Regions from separate parts of the Mus musculus genome. Here regions 1 and 2 are each linked to region 3. A link is a contact called in public HiCAR-type and promoter capture Hi-C data. All regions are on one chromosome and are shown on one strand. The core of a region is the stretch at or near the end of the contact, and the rest is flanking DNA. Distances in the headings are between cores, read along the strand shown. Region 1 holds the start of Zfp26 (zinc finger protein 26). Region 2 holds the start of Zfp560 (zinc finger protein 560). Region 3 holds the start of Zfp558 (zinc finger protein 558).

Region 1 (2,700 bases), core at 13-2,512, 2.0 Mb after region 3:
AAACCTGCTCTAATATTCTAATCTGGCTTGAATTGGCTCATTTCACCAGTGGAGAAATAACATATCAAATAAAGCCTCACCCATTCCTTAACAGAGTTCTATTATTTATTTAAGGGGGGGGGGGCGCACATGACTGCAAGTGCCTAGAGACTCTGGTCTCCCCATTCCCAGATAGCTGGAATTACAGGCTGTTACACGCCACTAACATGGGTGCTGGGAACTAAAATCTGATCCTCTAGAAATGACATGTGGTCTCTTAATCACTAATCCATCTCTCCAGTCCCAAGTTTCAGTTTTTCATGAGCCATCCCTTGAGTGCCAAACTCCCTATTTTTCCCTTGTTAATACTTTATTGTTGGGATGAAGGGAAGGGGTAAGGGATGGTTTGTGGTCTGCAAACAGATAAATATGCATGGCCTGAGCATTTAACACTTTCTCAAAATGGATGCATGAGGTTTGGGGGAGAGAGAGAGAGGGGAGAGGAGAAAGGGAGAGTGCAAGAGAGGGATGGAGGGAAGAAGGGAGGGAGAGAGAGAGAGAAACAGAAAGAACTAATGAAATGCATCGGTTTCCACGAAAGCAACTAAATTCTAATAGTTGATAGTGAGAGAGACTGTGGAGGAAATGAGAACGGACAGAAGCTCCTCACCCTGGGACTTTCCTGCTCCATCAAATTCCACCCACTGCTCACAATGAAGCGGGATGGCCAGGTTCCTGGAGCGATGGGGCGCGAAGACAGATTCCAACGGCCGAAATCCTTCTTTCTGGAAGGCAAAAATTTTGTACGATTACCTTAAAGGCGTTCGAGGCAGCAAGGGCTACATTCGAAGGCACGGGGAGCTCAAATATCGTTCCGATGAAATGGCCCCCGGCCGGGACCTGAGAAGTGCAGGGCCCTAGCCTCTGAGAAGCAACGGGGCGAGACTCGCGGCCTGGGAACCAGCGGAGTCGCCATGGAGGCCACACCCAGGCCTCACTCCCCACCTCCGCCACCGCCCATCCCCTTACCTAGCCTCACCAGAACCCGCCCAGCCGGCCTGCTACTACCGAGAAAAAGAGAAGGGGGCCGCACGAAGCCACACCGGAAGAGACGGAGGCGAGCTGCGGTTCACTTCCGTTTACCGTGTCCGAGTCCTTCCGGAATTGAAATTTCGGTTCCCCGGAATTGGATGCCGATTGATTCTGAAGCGGAGGTTAAAAGCCCAGTCAAAGAATGAAATTGAAGTTTGAACAAGATTTCTGAGCGAGAACGGCCTTCTCGATTGGCCAATCCCAGTGCAAAGTTAAACACACACCGGGAAGTACGGGGTCTCAGGAGGCTCACAAACCTTTCCTTCCCTACCTCCTCTTGGTTCCTGTACTTCCTGGGCAGATGCACTGCCAGGTCTGTGAACCAGCCTATAGCTTCCATTTAACCACTTCAGTCTTTACTCTCTGGATACCATGCTAAATTCTAATCGTTGGTAGTGAAACGAGCTAGAAAGATGGGGAAAATGAAGAGGACATGAAAAAAGAAAGCCTCACACCCTGAGACTTTCTGATGAAAAATTTAAAATGTGAACACAACTGATACAGCCAAAAATTGCATATACAGAGGGAAAAAATGTGTGTTTTCATAAAGATATCTCAAATAAGATGTTAAAAGCAAATATCAGTGCATGGCAGCACACCCCTGCAATCACAGCACGCAGAGGCAGAGACAGGCAATCTTCTTGATTCGAGGACTGCTAGATCCACAAAATAAGTTTCAAGCCAGCCAGGACTGCAAAGTGAAAACTCATCTCAAAACAAAATGAAAATAGTAAGGCGACAAATTCTACTTACTTAGGGCCAAAATGTCAATAGTCTTGAATTTTACTATATTAGCATTCCTCTCAACCCTAAATCTGAACAATGTACTTCACAAAACCATCTTACAATTTCATTTACAAACATATTCATTAAGAGTAAACAGTAAGAGTAAAAATTAAGTTAATATATTGTACTTAATTTTAAATGTTATTTAAATTTTAAGCTATGCTTAATCTTTAAACCTTATAAATTATATCCTTTGAGAAATATAACTTAGAAAGTCACAAGATTTTATATGTGTGTGTGTGTGTGTGTGTGTGTGTGTATGCATTGAAGATATACTTAAATGGGATGCCCTATAGAAGCCCACACCAGTATCTTGTGATTGTGTACTATCTCTTTCCTATAAAACTTTGTGTCCTCTACTGATCTAGCACTAAGGAGGCAGAAGCCAGCGAATATCTGTGATTTTGAGGCTAGCCAACTCTACAAAGTGAATTCTAGGACAGCCAGGGGCTGGTATATAGAGATACCCTGTGGAAGAAGAGAAGAAAGAGGAGGAGACCAACAACAAAAACAAAGGGGTGTGTGTGTGTGTGTGTGTGTGTGTGTGTGTGTGTCTGTGTGTGTGTGTGCATGAGCCCTGGCCCTCTAGAAGAGCTTTATACCTTCATATTATGTTTGCTCCAGGAATGAAAGTGGCCATGCAGTATTCCTTTCCTCTGTGTGTGTGTGCATGTGTGTGTGTGTGTGTGTTCTGTGACTTAGCCTGTCTGTCACCACCTTTAATTGTTGGCAGACAGATATCCTGAGATTGGTTTTGAATGTCTTGGTGAGTTGTGACAATGAGCTAGCCTTGGATGCTAGCCCTGAGTATCTGAAATAAGACCTGGGGCCCTTGCAGGATTT
Region 2 (2,700 bases), core at 68-2,567, 1.9 Mb after region 3:
AGAAACTCCTGACTCAGCATACTGACTAGAAAGCCAACACTGAAGAGAACATGATCTGCAGTCAGGAGCCAGGGAAAACCTTACAAAAACACTCAACATATGATAAAGCAACTACTGGCATGTCTCCGTCCTAAGACTACAAAGAACAAACATACAGATGAAATTTCCAGTCTCTTTTCTGCCCTCTCAAACCCCAAGCCCCTCGACACACACTCTCCACCTTCCCAGGAAAGGACAACCTCCTTCTGCTGAGGTCTCCTCTCTCTTTCATTATCATACTGCCTCTGTCAATCCTAACAAACAAGAACAATGATCTCCAAAGAGACTCAGGTGACACACTGAAAAAGGCAGTCCCAACACTCGCTAATACTTTAGGAAGAGGGAGAGATGACTATTTCCCACTCCCTTCAGCATCACTAACTCCAACATCTAGTATTTTTGGATTAAATCGCCATTTTTTTCTTTATTTTACCTATTACCATACAAAGACAGGAAAAATATAGCCCTCAACTTTGAGTCTTCATCAATTTGCAGTCTCATATTTATTTCCTTTATTAAATATTAAGCTTCTCCAATTGCTACAAGCTGCCCAAGAATATAGGCTGAATTTTGTCGCTTTGCCATAACCAACTATCCACATATACAAGAAATGACCAAATAAAACACCCATAAATAAATAAATAAAAACACTAATAAGTCATGTAACCACTTCCACAATGGAACATGTTATTTTGGGGAAACACATATTTTTCTGGTCATTGTCATTATTTGGTTCAGGATCAACTTTTATTTCCTTTAAGGCCAGAGCTATTTTTTTTTTCCATCAACACAACTCACCCAAACATTTTTTGCAGAAATAAATCAACCCGAATACTTCAATAGTCTCCACCCATTCCTCCTACAGGTCCTTGTTTTGAATCCTGTAGGTAGGGCCTAAGAAATTCCGCTACAATGAGTGAATACTGGTTTAAGGTTTTGTTTGTTGTTTTTTGTTTTTCCAGTACACACGCGTTTACAAGCACACCGACAACTAAAGAGATGGCTTTCTACCCAAATGTAACTAAGTGTTGGAAACAAATAAGGGACGTGCGAAGAGGATGCCGTATTTCTGACGACACACGCGTTTGTAAATACAAGGTGGCAAAGCCCTCTCAACAGCTTTCACCTCGCACTCACCTGAACTCGCCAATTCCTGAAAATAAAGACAGAGAACCAAGCGCGCAGCGGAGGTTCCGGCCGCGCTGGCCCGCACAGCCCGAGGAAGTGCAGCCGCCGAGGGGCGGACCCCGCCTCTGAGGAACAAAGGAGCTTCACACCCTAGAGCTCGCGCCGGAAGAGTCGGAAGGTAACACCGCCAACGGCACTTCCGCTCCCGGCCTGGGGCTGCAGGACCAGTTCCGACCACTGCGCGGGCTGTTTGGAAGACGTTCAGAGCAAGAATTTATTTAGTGTCGCCAGCGTCTCATACAAGTTGACGACCACAGAGATGGAAAAAGAACTCTGCAACCAAGGGCTGGAGCGTAAGAGACTGCGGAGGGCGGCTGATGTCACTGCTGTTTTCTTCGACTTAAGTGTCCTCCGGCTTCGGGCGCTTCAGTTTACCCTGAGTTTACGCCCCTTCAGGCAGGGCAGTTACCGATTCCTGCCCCAAGAGTGGCTTTACCCCAACTCGATTTAGAGACTGCTGGCCTGACAACCAGACCAACGACTGGAGTTGTGCCCGTGTGGACACAGGACAGACCTGTCAAAGCGCACACGTCACCCAGTGTTGCTCCTGTTAGGTTTGTGAGCCTTAATGCACCCACTTAAGTATCCAGGTACTTGTGTCTCTAGTCACAGAATTAGACGAGAAACACGCCTTTCGAAGTAAAGACAGTTTATTACGAAAAGGAAAGTAGGGTGGATGAGATGGCTCACAGAGTAAAGAAGCTTGCCTCCAAGCCTGATGATAACCTCAGTTCAAGACCCGATGAGCGAGCCGAACTTCCACAAGTTGTCCTCAGGCCGGCACACGTGCACCTGCACTCTTAACCACATTATACAAAATAATAACTAAAAGAAAATTGGGACCAGGCATAGTGACCCACACTTTTTTTATTAGATATTTACTTTATTTACATTTCAAATGTCCCCTTTCTTGCTTTCCCCTCCGAAAACCCCCTATCCTTTCTCCCCTCCCCCTGCTCACCAACCCACCCACACCTGCTTCCTGGCCCTGGCATTCCCTAAACTGGGGCATAGAACCTTCACAGGACAAAGGGCCTCTCCTCCTATTGCTGACCAACTAGGCCATCCTCTGCTACATATGCAGCTGGAGCCATGAGTTCCACCATGGGTACTCTTTGGTTGGTGGTTTAGTCCCTGGGAGCTCTGGGGGTACTGGTTAGTTCATATTGTTATTCCTCCTATAGGGCTGGAAACCCCTTCATCTCCTTGGGTCCTTTCTCTAGCTCCTTCATTGGGGACCGGACTCTTTTGAGACCCACACTTTTTTAAATTCAGAGTTTGCAAGAGTCGGAAACAGTGTGAGTTGAGTCCAGTCAAGTCTACATAAATAGTTTCAAACTAGTCAGGAATATAGGGTCACACACAAGAGAAAGAAAGGAAGGAAAGGGCTTAAAGGGGGTGAGGAGCACTCTTGAGAATGGGAGTGGTCTAGAGAGCAAAGAGCCTAGAAAATGAAATCTGTTCCTTATGACC
Region 3 (2,700 bases), core at 74-2,573:
GTGAGTTCCAGGACAGCCAGGACTACAAAGAGAAACCCTGTCTCAGAAAAAAAAAAAAAAAAAGAAAGGAAGGAAGGAAGGAGACTACCTTGTTCTTTGATACTCTTCTAAATATTTTCAATCTTATAAACATCTAGTAGCTACTCAATTTTTAAAATTTCTGCTCCTAATGTAAGGACACTCAAGACATCATTTTCATATATGCCTTTGTATTCTAAAACGTCATGACAATTTGCAGGTTTTTAGGAGTCACATGGAATGCGCTTGAAGAGTGCCACTGAGTACTTCTAACATTTACTTCAGACTTGTAAGTACTAAAAATAGACACAAATATTTCATATATTTGTACTTAATATAATATTCTGAAAATTTTGGTATAAGTATACAAAAAATTCTGCATTTATATGCTTATTCATGGCTAATTACTTTTATTTTGTGTAATTTGCATTTAACTATATTTACTTTTCACACACCTTTGTATCCATCCCTTGAATATAACCCATCAAATATTAATACAGCTTCTTGAGATAACCCTCATTTTAAACAGGTTGCAATCTTAGAATTACAACCTGTTACAAGCAGAAGAAAAGGAGTTCTACACTGCAGGATCAGGTGGAACCCCATTGTTTCATATTCCACATCGTACTCACCTGGTTACATGAAATTAATAGATTAATGAGGGCAGGTGGACATTCAGGCGTTTTCAACACAACATTGAGGGTCCAACACAAGTTTGAGTTTGCATGATGTTTTTCTTGTCTGGAAAATAAGGCACAAAGATTGATGAGTCCTTTTATGGAAAGCATTCAAACTGTGACAGAAAAAAACAAAACCTTTCATTGCCCCTCGCCACGTGTATCTACACAGTTAACGTGTAATAATAGCCCAGGTTTTGGCTGTGTAAAAGGAATTACCTAATATCTATGCAGGCACAAACTCAGCAGAAGCTGGAATGATGTGTCTATTCAATTGCTCAATGTATTGACTAGAGAGAGCTCTTTTGGTGATTTCCACGTGCAGTAAACGTAGAGGTCCTAAAGGTGATGGGGCTGAATGAACTTCACAGAGCTGGAAGGATTTCCACCCTCAGCACATGTGCTAATTCGCCCTGAACGCACCTTGCAGCTCAGGAGATAGAACAGGACCCGCTGGCTGACCATCCCTCAGCTCGCCTGCCACGCCCCCCTCTGTGAGAACAAAAAGCATTCCCAGGGCTGCGAGCTGGAAGAGCTCGGGTTTTATCGCTGGCTGCGGAAGCAGCCTGGGGCTTTCGGGAGGTAGCAGGAGTCCAGGGCCACTAGGCAGAGGGCGCTCCCGGCTGGCGCTCTTTCTCAACTCGACTAAAAACCCGTGTACACACACCGAGTCGCCCTTCCCAGCCGCCGAAGACGCCCACCCCAAGATCGACCACATCCGCTGCGCTGACTCCTCCTTCAGTTCCGCCCCGCGCTTCCACTTCCGGCCCTGAGCGCCGCCTCGAGGTTCACTTCCGCCCAAAAGTTTGTCCGGGTTTTAGGGCAGATTACACGTCTGTGGTCCCCTTCGTATTGTACGTGTTCTTCCCAGTTTGTTTAGTGACTGTGTACATAGTTGGATTTTGGGATAGGTCAGCTAAAGAGACCAGGGCGACCCTGGGAACTGTAAGAGGACGGACTATGGTAGAACCTGGAAGCGCAAGCTTGGGGGAGCTTGTGTAATAGCTGGGAAAAAGTTCTGAGGAAGTGGCTAGGGTGAGGATTAGTTCTGGGGCAGGTGGGCAGAGATAAAGTCATGAGTGAACGGAGTTGACAAGGGGTGGAGATTAGTTTCAGGGGTGGACATATGGAATAGTGTATGGTATGAAGTATGATTGCTACTGTCCCAAGGAATTTGAGAGGCTGGTTACTGGGATAGGAATATGGATGGGATGTTGTGAGTCCTGTGGTCCTACGGAATATAAAAGATCACCCCCAGGGGTGGAACTGGAGGTAACCCTCCTTGGATCATGTCAGAATGCCGTCTATGAAGTGAAAATGTGTAAGAAGAATTCTGACTGCCAGTGAGAGAGCCAGGCAAGAGTCCTGTGACCTCTAAGTACAAAATCGTTCTTGGAATGGGGATTCCTGTCCCTCCAGGGTGTAGTAAATAGGAACGGGTGTACTTCAGATTGTCTTACTAGTCAGAAGATGTCTTCAAGCACATGCTGTCCTTAGGACTGTATGCAGTTCTTAACCTGTGGGTCATGACCCCTTGTGGAGTAGGAGGTTAAATGACTTTCACTGAGATCTCCTAAGACTGTAAGAAAACAGGTATTTACATTACTATAACAATGGCAAAATTATCTGGGCAGTGCTGGTGCATTCCTTTAATCCCAGCACCTTGGGAGGCAGAGGAAGGCGGATTTCTGAGTTGGCTGCCAGCCTGGTCTACAGAGTGAGTGTCAGGACAGCCAGGGCTACACAGAGAAACCCTGTCTCGAAAAAACAAAACAAACAAACAAACAAAAAAAACCCACCAAACCAAACAAACAGAACAAAACAAAAACAAACAAACAAACAAAACAATGGCAAAATTATAGTCATGACGTAGCAACGAAAATAATTTTATGGTTGGTGGTCACCATAGCATGAGGAACTGTATTACAGGGTCACAGTTACATTAGGAAGGTAGAGAACCATTGATATACAGCTCATGGTAAACTCACGAGAACGGGTCTTGCCT

The links. Promoter capture Hi-C pulls out the DNA fragments that hold promoters and counts their contacts. HiCAR-type assays count read pairs that join an accessible place to other places.
Region 1: a contact with region 3 is called in a HiCAR-type map of astrocytes, with 10 times the contacts expected there. The contact joins the promoter of Zfp26 here to the promoter of Zfp558 in region 3. A contact is called at or near these places in 3 of 39 promoter capture datasets (cranial neural crest, embryonic stem cells and second pharyngeal arch cranial neural crest) and 1 of 115 datasets of contacts at active chromatin or transcription factors (astrocytes).
Region 2: a contact with region 3 is called in a promoter capture Hi-C map of pre-B cells, with 3 times the contacts expected there. The contact joins the promoter of Zfp560 here to the promoter of Zfp558 in region 3. A contact is called at or near these places in 9 of 39 promoter capture datasets (the 3T3-L1 cell line, 3T3-L1-derived adipocytes, cranial neural crest and 5 more) and 1 of 115 datasets of contacts at active chromatin or transcription factors (astrocytes).

The regions. Positions count from the first base shown.
Region 1 is chr9:20,458,898-20,461,597 of GRCm38.p6, forward strand. Zfp26 (zinc finger protein 26) reads right to left here and starts at 1,263. Exons shown (of 10, transcript NM_011753.3): 1 at 1,048-1,263; 2 at 650-764.
Region 2 is chr9:20,383,841-20,386,540 of GRCm38.p6, forward strand. It overlaps Zfp560 (zinc finger protein 560), which reads right to left and starts at 1,318. Exons shown (of 7, transcript NM_001004190.3): 1 at 1,177-1,318.
Region 3 is chr9:18,472,236-18,474,935 of GRCm38.p6, forward strand. Zfp558 (zinc finger protein 558) reads right to left here and starts at 1,324. Exons shown (of 8, transcript NM_028935.1): 1 at 1,119-1,324; 2 at 651-759.